2 separate regions of the Gossypium hirsutum genome follow, and region 2 is linked to region 1. Evidence: chromatin contacts called from public Hi-C data. All regions are on one chromosome and are shown on one strand. The core of a region is the stretch at or near the end of the contact, and the rest is flanking DNA. Distances in the headings are between cores, read along the strand shown. Region 1 has its middle 32 kb from the start of LOC107948592. Region 2 holds the start of LOC107948940.

Region 1 (6,050 bases), core at 2,558-5,057:
ATGGGTTTATGGGTTTTGGTTATAGGCAATGATAGCTTTTGGCTTTTGGCTTCCTACTTCTATCTTCACTGCCAATTCAACTTCCTGATATGTTAAAAGAAATCGAGAAGTTAGGAAAACAGAGGGAGAAACAGAAGAGAATGAAAAAAAAAAGAAAAAAAAAGGAAAGTTAAAAGAACATAAAAGAAAAAATTAAATTGCTCAAAACGAAAAATTATTAAGACTAATTGTATAATTTAACCTAAAATTTTGGTTTGAAATGATAATTTAATGTGTCACGTCAGCTTACCTTTACATCGTTAACAATAATTCACGGCTCGGTGACTAAAATGTTACAACACGATAATGTAAGTAACTAAAACATAACATTTCAAACATAAGTGATTGAAATGTAACCTTAAGTAAACAAATGTGACCATGGGTGCAATTTACTATAAAAATAAATCATAATATATTTTAAATAATTCATTAATATCTAAATAGTAAAATCAAATGGACAAACTGAACCAATTCAATGTTTAAGCTTAATATTATTAATTACTTTGTGTGTTGGTACGATGATTGCGGTGTTCACCGTCTCAAATGTATTCGAATCACGTTAATGTTAGAGTTTTACTCTCTTCTTATAATCCACTAAAAATAAAAATTTTGTAATTTGGAACTAAGATGCAACCAAACCTAACCCGCCCGCCCCTGCATAGTTGTACAAGTGACCCAATAGTCGCTCTGTTTCAATTTGAAAAAAGGAACTTGTAAAGAAGGGAGGCAAAGTCAAGACGTTAATTGAAGGGAAAACTCAAAAGAACGTAGCCGAATATAGTATTTTTTATAAGGTTAATATAGTATTTGGTATTTAAATTTAGTTTTAATATTCAATTTAATACATTAGTTTTTTTTTTGTTTTGATTAAGTACTTATGTTTTTTTTATTAGATCACACAAGTCAAATATTCATTAGGTTTTATGATGCAGATTGGCCTGGTGACTAGATTAAACATTAAAACTAAAGTCATGTATCAAATTGAACATTAAAGTAAAACTTACATACCAAATGATATATTAATGCTTTTTAAGATAATATCCATATTAATATATATATACATATATGCATGTCCAATTTTTTTTTTCATTATTAACAATAATGGTTAAATTTAATTATGGTCCCTCTAATTTTTAGATTATATAAAAATTATAAAAATTCAATTTCAGTTCCTATATTATGCTCAAATTTGAGATTTAATCTTTATACTTTAATTTTTGACATAATTTGCTACCACATCATTTATAATGTAATTAGTTAGTCTAAATATTTTATTTTAATTAAAATGTTGACGTATACTTTTGTTAAATTTAGGTCCATTACGATGTTATTTTTTTGACATGATTATCGAGTGAATATTGTTTTAAGTTTTAGAATGTTACATAAATAAATTTAATAGAAGAATTTTAATAATGTTAACAATTAAATGTGAATTTTTAAATTCGAAATTTATGAGGATTAAATTCCAAATATACAAATAATAAAAAAATTGAAGCATATTATAACTTATTAAATTTAACTATTTAATAAAAAATAATTAATCTAAGAGTGTCTTTGGATTGACGATGTCTGTAATACAGTAAAAATTTTTACCTCACTGTAATAATAGTTAATCTTATCACCATAATTATTTTTAATCTTAATAAAAGTAACTGTGTGGTCCATTCAAATAAACCTCAAGTCGAAAATCATTCGAGTGAGTTTATAAATATTACAGTGAGGTAAATGAGGTGTCATGCGGATACAGATATAGATATAGGAAGAAGCCATTCGTGAGGGTGAAGCTAAGGACAAATTGATTAAAGCCATTGGGTGTTGGGGAACTTTTACTCTTCTCAATAACAATTATATATGTATAGTGTCGGCCTTTAGTGGAACAAGTTACATGAAATTTCGTGTTTAATATATGGGGGAACCATACAAAAAATTCAGCATCGATCTCATCATTATCTTGGTCTCATTATTTTTAATAACCACGTTAAAATTAATTTAAACAAACTTACGACATCCAAGACAAAATGGGACAGCTTTTGGGTCGAGAAAGACAATGGGATTTGACTAGGTTTTTCCCTTCTTTTTTCTTTGCTTTAATTTTTGAAAGGAAACTGAAGGGATACATTGAAATATTGGGAGAAGACTATTTCAAATTTTCAATCTCTATGGATTGGGTATTTTGAATATGCCAACTCATGTCTTGTATCACTCATCATGAATTAAAGTTTGTGATTATTATACATGAATTGATTAAATAGAATTTATTTGATTCATTTGAATTGATTCGATTCATGGAACATATAGAGTTCATTTACTTAAAATTTGACTGATTCAATAAAACACTTAAATAAAATTAGAGTTTTGGGAGAAATATGTAAAGTAATATTAAGAGATCTTAGAAAATTCTTTTAAAAATCTCAATTTGTAGGTTTGTTTTGATTTGAACCGTCGATATACTTTAAACTATATCATTAGATCTGGGGGAGCTCAAATATAGATAAAAGCATTCCCTTTTAATTTGTAATCTTTCCATTTATAATTATTAAATATATTTGAGAGTATTTACTTAAATATCTTCTGTGCATTGCTTTCTTGTAACTTTGATTTGTGTTTCTTTATCTTTTGTATTTGTTTCCGTTTTATTTCAATGCTTTAAATTTTTTTTTATAAATTCTCATCTTTCGAGCGTTAAATTAATTTAAACGAATTTAAAATAAAAAATCATTTGAGGTTACACAATTTACGAGACTTAAGTTCTAATCCCATAACACTTACATCAGCATCATTTAGAATTATTATATTACAATAAAAACAAAAAATTTAGGGATAGTAAATGGGTTAAATTATAGATTATATAAATTTTCGAACCCAGGGTAACTATGTTCCCTAACCATGCATCGTTTTACCACCTTCCACTTCTTCACTCGAGCATTTACTTTTTGTTTTACTATATAAGCTCCAATGTCGCTTAACACACCTTTGTTTTGTTTGACAGATATTCTCCTCGACCATCTTAAATAGAAGTGCATCAACCATTTTGATGAACCAAACTGAAATAAAAACATAAGGAAGCTCAGTTTAAGAATTCTGGAGCAGATAAAATTGCAAGTAAACTTCATTCATGGATTATATTGTAAACCATAGATTCACTATTGATTTTCTTTTCAACTTATTAACTCACTAGTTCAACTATTACAAAATAAATTTTTTAAAAAGATTTTTATTTTCAATTTATAACACGATGTGAGTGAAAAATAAAATTATACAAAAAAATATATTTATAAAAAAATTTAAAAAAATAAGATTTTGATTGAAATGGTTAAAAAAATGTTAAAAATTATTGTGTTTTAGGTTTAAATCCTATAATGTGCACATATTTTTCTATAAAATGTAAATAAAAAAACACACCCCAAAATAATATAATATATTTTATAAAACAATGATATTTTAGCCATTACTTACATAAGTTGATGCTTAGTTGACTAGTCATACCAACTCAATTAAGGGTTTAATCTATAATATATATAACAAAAATAAAATTAGCTTTAAGTATAATTCACATAGTTTTTGACATTTTTTATCTAATTTAATTAGTTTAGTTGATTTTACATTAATTCATCCATCAATCCAAAATATAATAAAGTTTGACAATCATGAAAGAAAAAGAAAATGATGTGATGATGATGAAAAATTGGGTTGATTTGATAGTTGAGGGCAAATGGCCCAAAGGGACGAAAAAGAAGTCTATAATTTGAATTTATTGGGCATGTGTGGTGGTGTTGAATCCCATTACCATAGCCCCATGTGGACTTTCCATATATAAGAAAAGCTTTATTTCATGCATTAAACTTGACCCATTGGAATTAAACTTTATATTCTCTTTTGAGTTTTGACCAACCATCTATGTTCATGAATTTTCCTCATTATACTTTATTTTTCAAATTGGTTTATAGTTCTCATTTTTAATAATTAAATATATAAAATAAAAACCAATAGCTTCCCTACCACATGCATTCCTTTATATATATGCACACTTTAAACATTTATATTCAAATCATATTACATAATTTTAATTTTAAAATTTTCGTTAACAATTAAATAATGAATTTTTTTTCTAAAAATATGATTAAAAGATTAAAATAAAAATATTTTTTTGGTCAAAATTTGTTGTCGATCTCTGTATTTCGATAAAATTTGAGATTCAATTTCTATATTTAATGTTTAAAATTAGATCTTCTTACTTTTACGATTTAAAAATCAATCCAATCATAATATTATTAATATCTTTCATAAAAAAATTGTCAATTTAAAATGTTTGTTTTTCGTTAACTACACGTCTCTTAACATGTTTGTTTTTTGTTAACTACATGTCTCTTCATATGAAAACAATTTAGTCAGCATGCCAAGTTAGAACCTAAGAAAAGAATACTACCAATATTTATGACTAATATACCAAAAAAGGCCCATTTTTTTAAAAATTACAAAAATGGGCCACTTTTGTTGAAAATTACAAAAATGAGCCGAAAATACAAAAATGCGCCCAGCTACTGACGTTTTTAGGGGAAAATCAAAAAAGCGCGTCCAACTCAACGCTTTTTTCCCTCCTGACTAGTAAAACACGTCCAAGTCAACACGTTCCCCCAACGGTCACTTTCCACTGTATTTTAAATAGTCGTTACCCCCCCAACGTTAAAAAAAAAACTATAACCTCTCCACACCTTCTTCTCACTCACATTTCTCACAATTCTCTCTTAAATCTCTCAAATTTCTCAATCAACTCTAAAAAATCTCTCAAATTCTCTCTTAATTTTTTTTTCTAAATTCTATTTTTATCTAAATTCTATTTATTATTATTGATTAATGTTTTCAAGAAATAATTTTTTATTAAAAATTTATTCGTATTCAATATAATTTAGCAATGGTCGGGTCTCTAATCCATCTTGATAACAAGCACATCTTTGTCAACCAAATGCAAATGGTAAGAATAAATTTTAATATTGTTTAATTTTTTATTTCATTGTTATATTTTAACTTAATATTTTTTATAATTTTTACATAAAGAGGTGGAAGATCGAATTTTGCAATATCATATTCGTAATCTACCCGGTCCTCCATCACCGTTGATCAAAACATACTTGAGGGAAGCTGATTTTTGGTACATGGCCTTTGTAGGCTGGGGATATAAGTTAGACCTGAAACTCATAAGCGCGTTAGTGGAGAGATGGAGACCTGAGACGCACACATTCTATCTTTCATGCGGCGAGTGTACTATCACTTTAGAGGACGTGCATTTATAGTTGGGGTTATCCGTGGATAGGTCAGTAGTCACCGGGTCTATTCCGTCTGGTGATTGATGAGCTGTATGTTTAGATCTTTTGGGTGTGATTCCAGAAATGATTTACAGAGGTCGGATTGAAATCCCTTGGATACGAAAAAATTTTGCGGAGCTAGTTGAGGATTCGACTGAAGCCGAAAGAGAATGATACGCTCGGGCGTATATCCTTTAAATCATTGGGGGTATTTTGATGTCGAATAAGTCACGAAATCCCGTCCATCTAAGGTGATCGCTGAAACTCGTCGATTTTAGAGGAGCAGGCGAACTCAGTTGGGGATCCGCTGTGTTGGTAAAATTGTACCAGGAGATGTGTCAGGCGATACAACCAGTGAAAATCAAAATTGGTGGTTGCTTTTTACTACTACAATCATGGGCCCGATTCTGGTTTCCATTTTTACGTCATCGAGAGAACTACCCGTATACATTCTCACTCGTAACAAGGTAAAATTTAGTAGATATCCTCATGATTAATTGATTTAAATTTAAATTATTATGCTAATAAGTTATTTAAATAGGTGGAACCATGCACCGGTCATGTGGGATTATCTATCAAGCTTTAAGATATACGGCTTCTATTAGACCAACGATCAGAAGTAGATGTATGTATTTATTTAATTTTGAACTATATACAAATAACATAGTCAATTTCTATTTAGTAATATATTTAATTTTCAATTATATA
Region 2 (6,050 bases), core at 2,520-5,019, 190 kb after region 1:
TTTTTGTTATATAATTAATATAAATATATATACATATATATATATATATATAAACACCTATACTTCAATTGAGATATATATATACACATGGAGTGACCCGTGGGTTTAGGATGATGGGGCGTGATATTTATTTTGAAAAGTTAAAAATTAAAAATTCTCATACTTTTTCGATTGAAAATTTTCTATTTTTATTAACATAGTTAATATATTTCATCAAAATTTATTAATTTAATATATTTATTTTCTATCTCATAACTTAATCAAATAAATTTTAATGAGAAATACTGATGAATTTAATGATTCTGTTAGAAGATTTCAAAATATAACTTTCAAGTATATAAGAACTACAATCTTAAAATTTATCAATGTACAAGGACTGAAGACGAATTTAACCAATTTTCTCCGCGGGAACTCAACTAAAATAGCTTTTAAAACTGAAAGGAGAGATGGTCCATGACTAGTTATATATTCTGCCATTAATTACACAAAGAAAAAAGGTGTAAAATTCTGAGTGCCGATTTCAAAGGTGAAGAAAGAAACAAAATACTCCTTATTCTCTTTCACGTCACCATCTTTAATTATACACCCACTTGTCCCTCTCAAGGTACGTACGTACGGTCATTCTCTCTAGCCCCTTTGTCATTTGTCAAACTATTTATTTTCTCTGATTTCGTTACGCATTTTTCTTTTCTTCTGTTTTGAAAGTTTTTGATTCTTTATCAAGAAAGTCGTAAAAGAATACCCGACATTTTAGTACTTTTTAGGGTTCTTTTGGTAGTTATCTTCAGGCTTTAATTATATATTGTTTTAGTTGTTGAGAAACCAAAGGAAATTAATGAACTACTTAGAAAACTTTATGTTTTGCTTTTGACTTTCAATACATAATGAAGTGAAAAATGTTCCTCAAGGGTGTCCTAAAGTCGCATTTGGTAGTTGTTCCAGATATTCAACGTGTTGAAACAACAACAAAAAGAAAGTTGTTTCATGGTGTTGGGGTTTATGGCGTGACTCCAACAACTGCTCTTTATGAATAAGTTTTCTTGGAGCTATACAGAAAATAGGACAAAAGTACATTGCATTCATTTTGGTGGGCAAGAAAATGATGGGAAAAGCAGAGAATTTGTTAGATTTGTAATCTAGTCAACTGTGGTCTATCATATTCCTGATAGTTTTTAACTCTGTGCTGAGCTTACCAGTTGAAGTTTGGAATGTTGCAAAAGTGGGGGCTATGTATGAACTAGGACTAGGACTTGGACTGGATGAGTTGGAGCACGCGTAAAACCCTGCAGTTCCAGTTCCTATGTATGAACATTTTGAGGGAATTGCATTAGACCAGAACAAGCCACAGATAGAGAAACGAAACAATATGCAAAGCCGGAGAAAGATAATCAGTGACTTGAAAATGAAGGATGCCAAACCTGATTCATCAAATGGACTCGTCATTGGGACATTCAATGATCCGGAGCACGCGAAAAACCCGGCAGTTCCTATGTATGAACATGCTGAGGGAGATGCATGGGAACAGAACCAGTCACGGATAGAGAAACAAAACAATGACCGAAGCTCGGGAGAGACGATCAGTGACATCAAAATGAAGAATGTCAAACTTGATTCATCAACAAGACTAAAGATTAAACTTCGGAACTTCAAAGAGGAGGAGCGTGCGAAAAATCCTCTAGTTCCTATGTATGAACCTGCCGAGGGAAAGACTATCAGTGACTTAAAAATGAAGGATGTCAAACCTGATTCATCAAGTGGACAAACAATTAGACTTGTAACCAAGAATTTCGAAGAGTCTGAGCATGGGAAAAATAGTCTGGTTCGTAAGAAAAAAGGCCATTGCTCCAGAGATGTTACTATGCAAAAACTCGCTGAGGGAGATGCAGAAGACAATGGTCAAGACTTGATAATGAAAATGAGTGAATTCAAAATGAATGATGTCAAATCTGAGCATGGGAAAAATCGTGGAGTTCGTACAGAAAGACATACTACTCAGGTGAACTTCGCAAAACTAGAAACTAATACTTTGAGAAGATATATAAGGTACTTCAAAATCAAGGGAATCCGGCCTGGTTCATCAAGGGTAAAAATTATCAATGCTGTGCAGCAGCACTTTGCCTCAATACCACCACTCGATGAGCAACAAGTGATGACTAATTTCATCGATGCAGTGAGGAAAAATAAGGGTAAAACCTAAAGATTTAGGGGGTTTTGGATCAGACAGACAGAGGTGTTATATAGCTAATGTAGAGCTAGATTTTGACACCATTTTCTTAGTACACAGAAGCAATATTTTTTCGATCATTCTCTTAGTTCCGATTTCAGTCATACCAAAAACTATAATGGTCAATGAAGATGTATTCATGTCACATTCAAGGAAGGGTGGAAAATATCCATTCTCTGCCTAAAGCTGAAATATAAAACTATAAATAAGGGGCATTCCCCACCCCCACCCCCCCGCTTAAAACTATAGTTTACAATTTCTGAACATGTAAAATATCATTCCCATATATCCTTTGCTTACTTGACACTAACTCCATGCTGCAATTTGCTAGCAGAGGCAACCGCACCAGTAATCAAATTCGGTCAACTCCTTCGAATTTTATTTTTCAAGGTTTACCTGTAGATTTGAAGGATAAAAACTCTGGATTTTGCACAAAGTACCCACCAAGTTGGTTTTTGTTTTCAAACATTCCATGTGTGGAATCCCCCAAGTTCATCAGCTACTTGGTGCAACATTAAATCAAGTATTTGCTCCTCAAGCTTCACACAGATTTCTTCAAAGTCTTCAAACGTGAAAAGTTTCTTCGTTATCTAATTTGAGAATTTTATATCTTCATCTGTCATTTTGCTAGGTCTATCCACCAACTCCATGAAATACGCAGTCTCCTCGTTTTTCGTCGACTCAAAATCATTGACATAGAGGACAGAAACTGGGCTTAAACTTGAACTTGAGCCCTCCGAGTTACTGTCAGTATACTCAACTTTCCTAACTGCAGATTGATTTTTTTTCTTCGTCTTAACAGATACTTCCTCCAATGGAGTTTTTGCCTTTGAATTTACACCAATGCAGCCACTGGACTTCAAAGATTGTTTACTAGAAACTCTCCTTGGCTCGTTTTTAAGCTTAGATATCTTCTTGTTTTTCTTCTTGGAACATACTTTCTCTCTTACATTCACATTTTGCTTAACATTCTTACCACTTGATCCATTTACTCTTTGGGATTTCCATTTCCTTGGCTCAGACATTGTTTCTTGATTGTGCTGCAACAGCTGCGGACTTTGCGGTAGCTCCTGAAACGACGTCGACGTTTTCACTCGACGATGAGTGGCTTTTGTTAAATCAAAATCCAGCATATAATCCATGAAATTGGCTGACTTGCTCCGAGGAACTGAACTTGGAGTTTTGCCTCTACAAACCCAGTTGTTGTCTGGCAATGTGTCCAGCCCCATTAGCCTAGCCACTATCCCAGGACCACTTTCAGATGCTTGGACTTGAGCCTTAGCCATGATATCAACGGCGTTTAACTCTATAATGGGGACTGATGGATGTGTTTCAGGAGTCCCCGAACAAAAAAGCCGGCGGAAAACGGCGGAGAAACACCCAGAACTTGAACTTTTTGTGTTCCTCATGGCTTACCAGCACCAAAAAAATAATGAATAGCTGAAATGTAGTGAAGTTAGTGAGAATCACAAATTTGCTTCCGTGATTGTGAGATGATGATTATGATAATGATGAATAATGGCTCAAAATATAGTCAGCAAAAACAAGGGGGACGACGGGCTTCGATTTTGACTCGTACAAATGAGTTTTTTAAACTTGGATTAATTGCTCCAAACATCCTCAATTTATAGTCTAAGTTTAAAATTGATCCTTTAACTTCAAAACATTTTAATTGAATTATCAAAATATCAAATATCATATAATAAGATATTTCCATCTAGTTAACCTTCAACTTGAACATTAATACTAGCTCGGATTTAACATTTTTGATTTGATATATTAAAAAAGAATTGAATGTGTCCTTAAAATTTAAGAGAGAGATTTCTTTTTTCTTTCATTTTATCATATATTAAATCTAAATGATCTAATGTGATAGCCATGTCCTTAAAATTTTATCATGTGTTTTAAATATATTCTATGTGAAATTTGGACTAGATTTAACATTTAATTGACAAAGAAGGTAATGGAAGTACAATAATTTGAAACTTGAGGATTAATTTAGAATTTAGAGTATATTTTGGGTATGTCTTGTGGTATTAACCCTAAATAGTTTTGTAATTTGATTCATATGCCAGGTAGAAAGGTCGGTCTATAATCTGTACACCCAAAGACTAAAGCTAGGTTTGGTCGTCGGGTTCACATTAGAAAACGAGAAAAGCACTAGACCTACGCGCAATTAAGTGGCGTACAGAATGTAGAAGCATTAAGACGAAGAGGATCAGCCGTGCTTTGACTACGCGCCATGATTGGAGAGTAAGAGGAATAAATAAATAGGGTAAGCAGTGTTTGGGCAGCCGAAGTTGTGGACTTTTGATTTTGGAGCAGAGGATGGAGGTGTTGACCTAGGTAGCGCGTATTCACAATCACCGACTTTGGTCGCTGCTGCTGCTGATGGGGACGCCTTCTAAGAAATTTCTTTCTGCTCATAGTTCTTTTGAGTTGATGACTCGACTTAATTTTTTTAATTTGTTATTAAGACTTGGTTGGTTTTTCTTTTAATATAAAATATTTATTTTTACATCTAGATAATGTAATTGTAAATTAAATAAAAAAAAGAATTTGTGTAGAGTAAATTATTATTTATACGTTAAAGGTTTAATGCATAATTTGTTACTTAAGTTTGATTTTTTTTAATATGGTATTTATATTATTTTTTAGTGTTTAATATGAATTTTAGAGTTAATTTGATAAAAATTTTATAATTAGCTAATAATTTCAACAATTAACTTTTATCAAATCAACTCTAAAATCGGAATTAAATCACATTCATCGGACTATATTTGACAAATTAAACGTAAAATTAAACAAATTCACAATTAATACTAAAATTATTTTTTTTGAAATCATTAAAAATTCAAATCTAATAATATTAGAAATCAACTTTCATCAAATCAACTCAAAAACTCGAATTAAACACTAAAAAGCTAACATTGCTACCTTTGGGTATCAAAATATATAAATTTTGTCAAATATAGGTATCATATTAGACCAAAAAATAACACAGGTACCACATTAGAAAAAAATGTCAAACTGGAATATCAAATAATATCTTAGGCCTATTTCAAAAACCTTTCAAACACCGTAGTTCTAATATTTTTCAATTTTTTGATTTTTTATCTAGCACTAACTCACACAATTTCCATTCCAAAATGAGTTTTTAAGGTTAATGTAATTTTCAACCCTTAAACTTAATAAGTCCACTTTGATATTTTGTTTTGGATTATTCTGATTGTAACAACTCTCGCCTGACCCGACTGTTGAGTCCGAGTTATAGGATGCCATATCCGTTGTCGGAGCAACTACAGTCAAATACACCGTAAATATAACATACAAACATACAATCATACAATCATGTATAAACGCATTCGCATTATGATATACAACTAAATCTGAGCCTTGATCGAACTTACAAAAACTCTTTATCATCCCAGGAATAAACTTAGACTAAATTGAAAATTTTTAAAATATATCGAGGTGGTATCACGATATCTAAAGTCCAGTATGAAAATATCGAAAATAGTATCACATATCAACAAGGTAAGTTGAATTTATAATTGTATCACATAGTAATTCAAACATATAACATTCCAGTTCACTTATAATCAACATTACAATGCCGTTCACAAAATCAATCAACACTTAATCAATTAAATATCATATTTATATCATTTTCCAAATCAAATCAATTGATTTGTCTTGTTCTCATATCAGTCATCTGGACTTGTATATCTTGTTTGCATAATCTTTCGTATACTATCACAATTCATATATTATAACTCTTCTTTTAAGCATTATTTCACAACATCAAATCAATTGATATACCATG

Evidence for each region. Hi-C and Micro-C count contacts between places; a contact is called where the count stands out from the background.
Region 2: a contact with region 1 is called in a Hi-C map of leaf, with 2.7 times the contacts expected there. The contact joins the promoter of LOC107948940 here to the enhancer-like site in region 1. A contact is called at or near these places in 4 of 34 Hi-C or Micro-C datasets (hypocotyl, leaf and petal).

Annotation. Positions count from the first base shown.
Region 1 is chrA04:77,232,739-77,238,788 of Gossypium_hirsutum_v2.1, forward strand. No RefSeq gene overlaps it. Among protein-coding and RNA genes, the nearest start is that of LOC107948592, 32 kb to the left of the region's middle. Within about 2 kb of position 3,808, at least 2 of the 9 cell types and tissues checked have an H3K27ac peak or open chromatin away from gene starts, as enhancers often do. A contact at or near this core is called in hypocotyl and leaf, where this site is marked.
Region 2 is chrA04:77,425,565-77,431,614 of Gossypium_hirsutum_v2.1, forward strand. LOC107948940 reads right to left here and starts at 3,770. Exons shown (of 2, transcript XM_041111406.1): 1 at 2,525-3,770; 2 at 829-1,694. The coding sequence starts at 3,633. The coding sequence ends at 2,815. It overlaps LOC121228167 (a long non-coding RNA gene), which reads left to right and starts at 373. Exons shown (of 4, transcript XR_005925698.1): 1 at 373-604; 2 at 2,559-2,747; 3 at 2,856-2,970; 4 at 3,274-3,413.